2 separate regions of the Drosophila melanogaster genome follow, and region 1 is linked to region 2. A link is a contact called in public targeted proximity ligation data. All regions are on one chromosome and are shown on one strand. The core of a region is the stretch at or near the end of the contact, and the rest is flanking DNA. Distances in the headings are between cores, read along the strand shown.

Evidence for each region.
Region 1: a targeted proximity ligation map of the Kc167 cell line shows a contact between it and region 2, with 4 times the contacts expected there. A contact is called at or near these places in 22 of 107 Hi-C or Micro-C datasets (the Kc167 cell line, the ML-DmBG3-c2 cell line, the OSC cell line and 9 more) and 2 of 7 datasets of targeted methods (both in the Kc167 cell line).

Annotation. Positions count from the first base shown.
Region 1 is chr3L:19,437,557-19,442,483 of dm6, forward strand. lncRNA:CR45732 (long non-coding RNA:CR45732) reads right to left here and starts at 3,639. Exons shown (of 2, transcript NR_125001.1): 1 at 3,192-3,639; 2 at 2,371-3,119. CG33062 reads right to left here. Exons shown (of 4, transcript NM_001202201.2): 3 at 4,383-4,837; 4 at 4,163-4,312. The coding sequence ends at 4,547.
Region 2 is chr3L:19,348,451-19,353,742 of dm6, forward strand. CG32206 reads right to left here. Exons shown (of 14, transcript NM_176360.2): 11 at 1,784-2,434; 12 at 1-353. Among named protein-coding and RNA genes, the nearest start is that of pip, 13 kb to the left of the region's middle.

The DNA.
Region 1 (4,927 bases), core at 2,389-4,888, 91 kb after region 2:
CATAAAACGATTTTTTGTAATGATTTATTGGCAGTTGATGGATATAAATGGATGGAGAAATGTTTGCCTGTTGTTATATGGCAAACAGTTTCCACGGAAATTTAATGGCAACCAGTGCGAACCAAGAAAAATGCAGGACCTCAAATTCCAGGCGATTGTGTATTTTTGCTCTTAATTGTCCTCTTAGTTGCTTATTGTAAATATCAAAAGATTGCTATCGGCCAATTAGCAAAAGTCATTTTACATCTCAATATTTTATAAAATATTATTTTTATTATAATCATCGAGAAATTGCTGAACGCAAATGAAACTCCAAAGTGCAGTTTCAGGATCAGTATCAAATTTCTGATTAAATATTTCTATTAACATAAATGTTGTGTGTCTTTATAAAACCACAGAACCAATTCGTTATGTATTAACCAATAAATTATGATTTTTAGGCCAAACTGAGCTCCTCTCAACCGCAGCATATTAATACTTATCAAATTTATAGCAAATTGTTTGCTTTGTAAACCATTAAAATTGCATATTTACTTTCGTTTGGGCAAAAAACTGCAACCACATAATTTGGCAACATTTTGCGGTTGAACTTTCTCTTTTCTCGGCACTTTTTCTCCAGTTAATTTTGCGGGTTTTAATTAAAATTTGTTTGCGCCACACAAAGCCTGTCATTTTTGTTGCTTTTTGTCTGGTGGTCTTTTCTGATTAGGGTTGAGTTCCCTCCGCCCAAAAACAAAATCGCACGCTGTGTGCCGACCTTTTAATAATGCCGATGAAAAAGTATACCTACGAAATTTGACAGACAGCCGAAGAAACGCAGGCGACGGCAGCTAATTGAAAAAATACATTTTAATAGCATAATTTTTCCAGCTTGCGGTTTGTCGAAGGGCCGCGGAATGTCTGGGAAACACGGTGGGGAAAATGTGAAAATGTGAGCGCCGGAAGTTTTCCGGAGAAACCTGCCGTTCGTTATTGGTTATCACCTGGCGGAAATCTACGGGAAAATGGCAGAAGAAAGTCACGTCTCGACATCAAACACTATTCAAATGAAATTTGTTTTTGATTAGACAATTTCTATGCAAAAATCGCAACGCCGGGATTTTAATAAAACAAATTGGTTTTCCCTCGCTCACCTCACTTCTTATTTCATTCGCCCCGTTTACTTACAGCTAAATTAAATTAAATTAAAAATTCAATGACAGGACATTAGAAGAGCGACCAGATTGAATTCCTCATCTTGCCCAGAAGTTTGTCTTCTCGTATCGACGATGCAAATGGGAGTGTCCAGAATATATTTCCGTGTATATGTGTCGAAATCTGTTGATGACGCCTTGCACAATAAACCGCAGTCTATTGTGTGTTGATTCCATTCGAAACTGATTGGAATAGCTCCTTTTGGAGTGGGTTTTAAATAATTCGTTAGATTTGAGGTTTCATGGCTTGCGGCTTTTATTGGGCCTTTAAATTGGTAGCGAAAGCTTGTCGCAAACTGTGGCAATGACACACAGGCCACTTATTATTTGTGGTCAAGCAGAAAATTATAATAACTAATAATGAAGTTGAAATTGCCTGATCAAGCGTCTAAATCTCAGCTAAAAGTAAGACTCCAAGTACCTTTTTTATATAAAAAAATCAGCAAGTTAAGCATTACTTCCAAGACATTAGAGTAATAATACCTTATGGATTAATAATTTAAAAACATCTACTACTCTGTTATTTTCAGTGTATCTGTATTTGTATTTTCAGTGAGAATAAAGAATCTTGCTGATGCATTAGATTGGCTTTAGAGTCAGCACTTAAAAAGTCGAGTTCATAGGTTGAGTGGATAACCAATCTTAGATCCAAAGGTCTTTAAAGGACCCAGTTCTTACCCAGTTCCCGTAAACTCTATCCTTTTTGACACAGAGTCAAAAGTTACGCAGTTGCCGAGAAGTTAAGTGCAGGATGCAAATGCTAAAGCTCCTTCCCAAAAGACCGAAAAGGTAAAATGTAAATATGCAGACTGCGGAGACAAAGTCTTGGCCTTTGAGCCGTAAGTTTTACGGGACTGCATATGTGAAAAGGAGCTGGAAGTTGGAGTTTATGGTTTCCCCAACCCTATCCACCGAGCCCAGAACTTCATTAGGCCAAGTGCATCCTCCCACACACAGTGATGGTTGACCATCTAATAAATTGAAATATATGTAGGTAACACCCACTCCTGCCACCACCAACATACAGATATGGTTAGAGCAGTGTCTAATTTGTGTAATTATTGTTGAAAAGCATAATCAAACATCTAAAAAAATTATAATGATTAATAATTCATTTTTTCATTTTTGATGATTTACAATGCACTTTATCAACATAAATCCATGCTAATAGCAATTTAATCTCATTTAAATTTCCATTTCTATTCTTTTTTTCAGTTCCCTTCCAACATAAGTTTATACTATTTCGTTAAGTATGCTCGTTACAAATTAAGCTAAAAATAATGAATGTTCTATGTAAGATACACTACTATTTTGGCCGCAGGTGTAGCGGTATTGCACCACTTTCATTTGCGTTAATAACGCCAACGGTCAGCTTTGATTGTGCATTTTGTGAGTGAAATAGAAGTGGAGGCGGTGAATCCTGTCCAGCGGCAGAAGAAGATGTTGTGCTCGCAGTTCTGCTGAATTGGGCAAAAGTTTGGGGCTCCTTTCTCCATTACGTGGCGACGCTCGACTCGAACTCGAACTCGAAAGCCACTTGGGCAATTAGAGCTCTGAAAAAGTTTGTCCAGCGCCATCGCCATCGTCATAGCCATCGCCAACAGCATCATCATCATCATCATCATGATGGTCGTCATCAGGACAACTGTGAAACTTTCGTCAAGCGTTTGGGAGTTGAAGTTTTCGCCCTTTTCGGCTGCTCGTCCTGCGGTAATTGCGTGCGTATTGTTAGGCGAAGGCATTCAGGATCCCATTTTCAGTGGAAGGAGCAGGAGCAGGGGAAAATTGCAGTCGAAACGTGAGACTTTGGGCTGTGTGAATTGCGGGCATAGCAGATGTAATTCGAGTAAATAATTTATTTTGCATCGCACTCAGTGCGGCGTTTTGCTCTGACGTCCAATAAATGCATCTCTGCACCTAATAAATCTGCCAAATCAATAAACGTAGATTGTAGGAACATATATCCTCAAGTTGGATTATCATTATGATTTTACAAACCTTTTTGCAAACAAATTCATTCGCTTTTCTTATTTTCGCAATTGTTTTGCTCTGCACACAATAAAAACTACTTTCTGTGGAATTATCTAATTCCCAGGCATAAGCAGAATATGAGTTTATATGTAAATGCGGCTGCATATCCAAGCCGCTCATATCCAAGCCGCTCATATCCAAGCCGTATCCTTAGACCCTTGACCCATCGGATGATGATTGCTCTGATTTCCAATACGCTTGTTGAGCATCCAGTTTCTCCGGGGGCAACAACATAAAATGCATATCAAGTTCAAATTGAATATCCTCATTTGACGCATGGAGCAGCCAGGAAACACGGACAAAAGCCCGCTGAACAGAAACAATGTATGCAATCCCTGTTCATGGCAAGTAAAATACACCTTTGTGTGTTGCCTATAAAAAATGCAGTAAAGGAGTGGAAATTCTGGGCGAGCAAGCAGATTCCCATCAGTTTCAGCTCTGTGTCCGTGTCCTGGCATTAAGCACTAAAAAATGCAGAAATGAGAAAAGGCAAGGAGCAGTGGAGCAGGGGAGCGGCTGCAGCTAGTCAATAGTGGCAATAGCTCCAAAGTACTACAAGAAACACGGGAATACAGGCCAGAAGAGCGGCAACAGGCCACCACATTATGACAACAATAAAACGACGAATGGCAATAAGAAATATAAAAAACCCCAAAGAGCAGACTGACTTACGGCGAGGGGTGACTGGTAACTTTCAGGATGTCACCATAATTTCATGGCCAGTAAAAATTTCCAAAAAAAAAAAAAGGGTTACGATAACCCAACAGGGTAGGTGTATAATATATATACTTAATACTAGCCATAAATTATATAGAAATATTAAGGAAGTAAAAGTAATAATAATAACCATAATTTTTTATAACATATTCCATTTCATAACTTTTTTAACAATTGTTAAAAATCTTCATATTTTCTGCGTACAGGTGAATTTAATTGGTATTAGTAATAGTATGCTATAAGTTTTATGATAGTATAATAAAGATAGTAAGTCATGAAAAGTGCACTTGATTATCTTTCTTACTTGGAAATAAAATGGAATGTCGCCTTTTTCAATAAATATTAAGGACTCAGCCACCATAAAAAAGAATCTATAAGATCAAATCGTGTAAAAGCATAAGTATAGTTTTCCATTTTTTGAAGTACTAAATATTAACTTACCAGATGGGAAACGGTTGTTATTTTTCAAACGAACCTCGCCCATAACCGATGCTTAGAGCTTACTGCTCCAACTCGGCATTACCGGCACTGCCGACAAACAAAGGATGCACGGCCAACACATTCTTCTGCTCCTCCGCCTTCGTATCAGCCACGCCCCCTGGATCTTAGCTTTTTACCGATTTTCTGGATGGCCAACAGCAGCAACAACGAATCGTGCAGCAAACGAGGCAGCCACAGAGAGATGAAAAGATAAGCAAAGATTGCGAAAATTGTATTTTCCATTGTGGCAGCGTGGTGGGAAGGGGAAGGTGTCCGTGTCTTGGCCAAAGGATGCAGGCGGAAACAAAAGGGAAATGCCGAAACCGTTTGCTCCATGAGTCCTCAATGGGCATCGGGGTGCGGTGGCAACCCTTTTCGGAGAACCCTTTTCGAAAACTGGCAAGACGAAGGGTGCACTGAAAAAATAGATTCATTATATATAGAGTATTTCTTTCAATAAGCCAATTATATTCGTCGTATTGTATGGTTTTCGACTTACTGATTTG
Region 2 (5,292 bases), core at 236-2,735:
TGATTGCAGCGGGGTCTGCCTGTATGCAGATCCGAGTCAGTGGTACAGGCTGTACCTTCTCCGAAGGACACGTTATGCAGGACCAGTTTCACCCTCTCCGAAGGACCCGCTTCAAAGCGATACAAGCAGGTTATGTTCTTGGCTCCGCCTCGTCCGTACAGAAACACATTCCTGGGAACCTGAATGTTGCCCTTACGCTTCTTGAAAATTCTTGAGCAGAGTGGCGGAACCGGATCTTCTCCCCGTCTTCCCGCCCACGTCTCGCCGCCCTGCTCCGTGTCCACAAACTCGTAGTTCAGAGCAAACTGAGCGGGAAACAGGGCGGTGCCGGTATGCGTGTGGAACTCCAGTTTCTGTCAGGGGAAATGGTAATAAGAGAGTTGAAATACTGTGAAAAACTGTAGCCTTCAATAAGATTACAATAAAATGGTATATTAAAGCGAACTGCAATGTTAGCTACTTTTAATATTTTCAAAGCTCTGCTCAGTTTATAAAGTATTTGCAAGCTTTGTAAATAGTTTTATTGAAAAATGATATGTGGGCTGATAAAAAATTCTGTGAAAATGATTTGTCCTACATCTGACATAATATTCAACTTCAATAAATATTCCGCTAGAGGAATAAACTGTGCCACGTTTAATTTATTTTTGGAAACTCTTTAATATTGACAGTGCCAGCTTGTGCACATGTGTATTTAATTTAGGGGAGCTTATGGATATTTCGTAAAGTTCTTTATGACTGCACGGAGAGCGCGGAATTGCACAATGCGCGGCGGCTTCAATTTGGCATCACAATATTTGCAGTTCATATTTGTCAACGAGGAGCGACGTCAAAAAGGCTAAGCAAGCTTATTGCGGTTGTCTGTTTGTCCGTGCATGCCGTCAATGCCGCCCCCATTCCTGCCCACGGCCACGCCAACGCCCACTTGCCGCTCCCCCATTTGCCTTTGTATTGTGTGCGTGTGTGTGTGTGTGAGAGGGGGCCGGGGGCTGGCTTTGGCGAATTTGAATTTGGCGCCTGCCCCTGGGAAATTCGCTCTGCTCCTTCGTTATTTGTGCACGTCTGGCGATGCAGTCGAGTGTTTAATTTGATTAATTTTGTCAAGTTTAAAGCAAACACGAATCGCTCTGCACTCTGCCAAAAAATTCCCAGCTTCCGGCTGCCAGTTTGCAGCTCTTCAGTTTCTCCAGCTGCGTTTTATTTATTTGTGAGGGCCCTTGGGCGTGCCAAATTGGGCACTCTGCACTCGGTGCTCGCCCGGCAGCCAAGGTGCAGTCACAAAGTCGTGTTCCCCCACTGACTAATTTTTATTTTATTTTATTTTTTTAAGCCCTGGCCAAAACAATGAAAACAAACAGTGCCAGCTGACAAATTAGAAAAGTCCTTCGGTTAACTTCTAATTTTCCCGACTTGGTTGTGATGCCAAACGCAGCCGGAAGGTAGGCTACGGTTTTTATTGCTCTTCCGGCGGCGAAGATAAAATGTTGCCTACTTTTAGGCTGCTGCAACTATCCAATTACAACCGGAATTGAGTTAAGTTAGATGACTTCGAGCAGAAATAAAAACCATTTTTGCTGTATCTTTAAACATATTTCAAAACATAATAAATGATGGTATATAAGGGCTTTTTAATGCTAATCATAGTCTTATTTAGCTGAATAAATGATCAAGATGTCTGTTTGCATTGATAACAAATGAACTGATGTCGGACAAATCTGAAGAAAACGTTTACTACATTCCATTTATCGACATCTATCCAAATTGAATCTTTTGATTTACTTACCAAATCCCTTCCGGTGCTCACGTAGCTCTCCAGCGGACTGCAGGGTCTCTGCTTATTGCCCCCCATCACGGCACTACTTCCGCTCACTCCACTTCCGATGGCAGTGTGATCGCACAGCTTCGGAGTCTCGTAGTCGTAGATCTCCAGCATGAGGCGACGCTTGCCCTTGGTGCTCATCAGGGCCACTGCACTATTGCGATCCGAGCTGACGACGGCAGCTGCCGAGACTTCCTTGGAGGACTTGCCGCTGGAAATGTAGTTGAGGCTGTCCTTGACCCCGGAGATTGTCTTGCCGGAGCCAGCGGATCCAGTCGATCCTCCGCCAGGACCTCCACCCTGATAGCCGCTGTACTTGTTCTCCTGGTTGAACACACTCGACTGCGTGGGGCCGTAGATGTAGGTGTCCACCGGATTCCAGGCATTGTCGATGTTCACTCGCAGATTCCGATTCAGCTTCGGATTGCTGGCGCTGTAGTAGTAGCTGCCGTAGTTGCTCTGGTTTAGGAGGGTTGGCTTGCCCCCGTCCGCCGATGAGGCAACGGGGGGTGGCGGTGGCGGTTGGCCGGTGGTTGAACTTGTCGATTTCATGGGCACATATGTGCCATAGCTGTCCCACATCCTCAGGCGCGTTATCCAAGGTGGCAGATCGCTCTGCAGGAAGACAATTGGAGAGCGAAAAGAAAGCGAACACATGTTATTGTTTAATTCGTTTGTTGGCATTATTTTAACCTGCACTGAGAGAAATTAGCAGGCAGAATTTCATGTTTTAAGAAAACTATACCAACTTCTAATGCTTATTCTTGGGAATTAATAATTGCAATTTTATATTTATAATTAATTAATTAATTAATTAAAGATGATTACACATATTATGAATATACTTAAATAGCATTTGTATCCTTTGAAATGGTTTCCTATGATTTGAAATTTTGAATACTATAAAATTCGATTTCCTCACTTGAATGTTACGAATGTTTTTCTCGAGTACTTGGGTGTGATTCGTGCCATTCACTCCACGCGTTTTCCACGCTTTCCCTTTGGCTCTCTGTTGTTTTTCCTTGTTAGTTTGCCGCTCGCCCTCCGTTTGTCACATGTCATATTCAAACAGTTGTAAGTGTGAGTTATTTGTCGTTTGTCACTGTCCCCAGTAGAAAGGCTCCACACTCGTCGGCTTTGTAGTTGTAGTCGCAGTCTTTGCATTCCTCACAGTCTCCTTGTTGTTGTTTGCAGGCATTAAATATTTTTCCTAGACGCCTCCTGGCTGACAATGTTTATGTTTTCTTCGCCCCGCCCCACATTCCGCTCCATTCCGCCTAGGCCCTGATTATTGTTGACTGTGTTAATAATGAAAAAGACAGTTGCAAACAGCTGTGGCTTGGCTGAAGAAACTGAACTAAAGTTACAGACTCCGGAGCCAGACGAAGTGTCGGCCCAGAAACTAACTGACAGCCGTTTAAGTCCGCTGCCTCTGTTCATTTCATTTAGTTGATTTGCTTGACGATGAAAAAGCAACATTTGTGCATTTAATTCTGTAAAGTTAATCCATGTAATTAAAGTCTAAGAAGTGCAAACAAATAAAACAAGCTACTAAGTCTTAAGGACAATTTTAAATCTACCTTTAAAGCACGCTTCACATTTTATCACATTCATTTTATAGTAGGAATCCACTTAACTACTTTTAATTAGTACATTGCGTTGCCTAATAACCCATACAGAGCCGGTGTTAGTCCCTTATATTTGACAAATTAGTTATTTTCAGTGACAAATATTTGGAAAATGTTACCCATATAAATTCCTAGAATGCTACGACTGCTTTCGAATTCATAAAATTCCGAAGACAAACCACATCAATAAAACACACTACACGTTGCTGCACGTTGATTGCTTTCGCAATTTCATCAAGGCATTTTCCACGGGTGGAGGGGCTGTGGAAACTCCTCACCTGTCGTCTTATCAGATAAATTGCCAGCCTCTTTTCATACGCTCAAGGTCGTTCTCTGTCTAGACGCATATCACATGAAACTGGGGGCTCCTAATTTATTTTTGGTAGACACACTCAGCGAGCGTTTTGTGCAACTGTGGTGCCAATTAATTTGGCCAAAACCATTCGAGAAGCGGAAAGAGAGCAGATAAATGGTGACTGAACTCTCTGCCAACACCCATACAATTGTCTTTTCCGTTTTTGGGCCACGCCCCCCCGCAGGATGCTCCACTGTCCGTGTCAATTGCAGTTGCCTCACCTACACTTTAAATTGCGAAAAATGAAAAGCTGCCAGCAGCACACAAATAAACAAAAAACGAGAAGGAAAATATATCGAGAGGGCAGTCAGCGAAATAAAGCAAAACAACTTTGCAGTAACACCTAGCACACCCACACCTCCCAACGTACACCGAGAAAAATAGGTAGATAACTCATGAAAAAGGTCGAGTTAGTAAAAAATTAAAAATGATCTTTAAGTACATTATTAATATCATAAAGTACATTATTATAGTGAAATATAACAGGAAGGTTTTAAATTCGTTCGATTTAAAAACTCTTACGTTATACATTTCGCTCATTTAATTTCCTTGATTTTTATACAAATTCGAAATCATTAGTTACGAATATCATATCATATATATGTCGAGGAAAAAGGAGTACTTTAAGTGTAGCTATATTCCTTAACCTGGACAATAAAGTGATTGTTTTCCGGAGTTACCGGTTCTGTAATTTTTTCTCAGTGCATTCATCTCGCCCCTCTTAAGCGGCAACAAACGGGAGTACAATAAAAAGTGACAGGACAGAAATATGTGTAAAATAAAACACAGAACGGGCGACTCCAGTGGGCGGTGGTGGGCGGCAGTGGGAGTACGGGAGTATGGAATCGGCAAAAACAGTTCATGAATTTTGTAACAGCGAGGCAAAGTGACACAAACAAAAACAGCAGGTACTACGAACTGAAGTCATTGGAACGTGGGCGATACCATTTTTTGTGACTGGGGGAGAGCGGGGATAACGACAAGCTCACAAACAAGTGAATGTGAATTTTCTAAAATAAAAAAGGAAACAAATGGAAAAAAAAGCACCACCACCAGCACACAAGAGAAACCGAGGCAAAACAAACTTTTTAAATTAAGAACCAAAGTTAAAACTCGCCGACGAAATAAAAATACAATGGCAGTGGGTCTCGGAATGGGAATGATTGGAGTGGCTGTGGAGCAATGCTGGAAATACTTGTAATGCGACGACATTTATGAGACCGCGCAAAGCGTTGACATGTCTCCCATATCATTCCATTTCACCTTCTATTATTTCCATTCTGTGATCTTTGGCCCCACCGAACACGCGGGAAATGTTGGGGAGTTTCGAGCACTCAGACAAGCAGCTTTGAAAGTTGACAGCGGATTCCGCTTAGAGATTTTGGCCTTTAAAGTTAAGTTCGTCTGCCTTTGCAAGGGCAATTCAAAAAGTTCTAGAGCAGCTCTGGAACTCGACTTAATTTCAACTCGAACGCTCAGTTTAAATATAG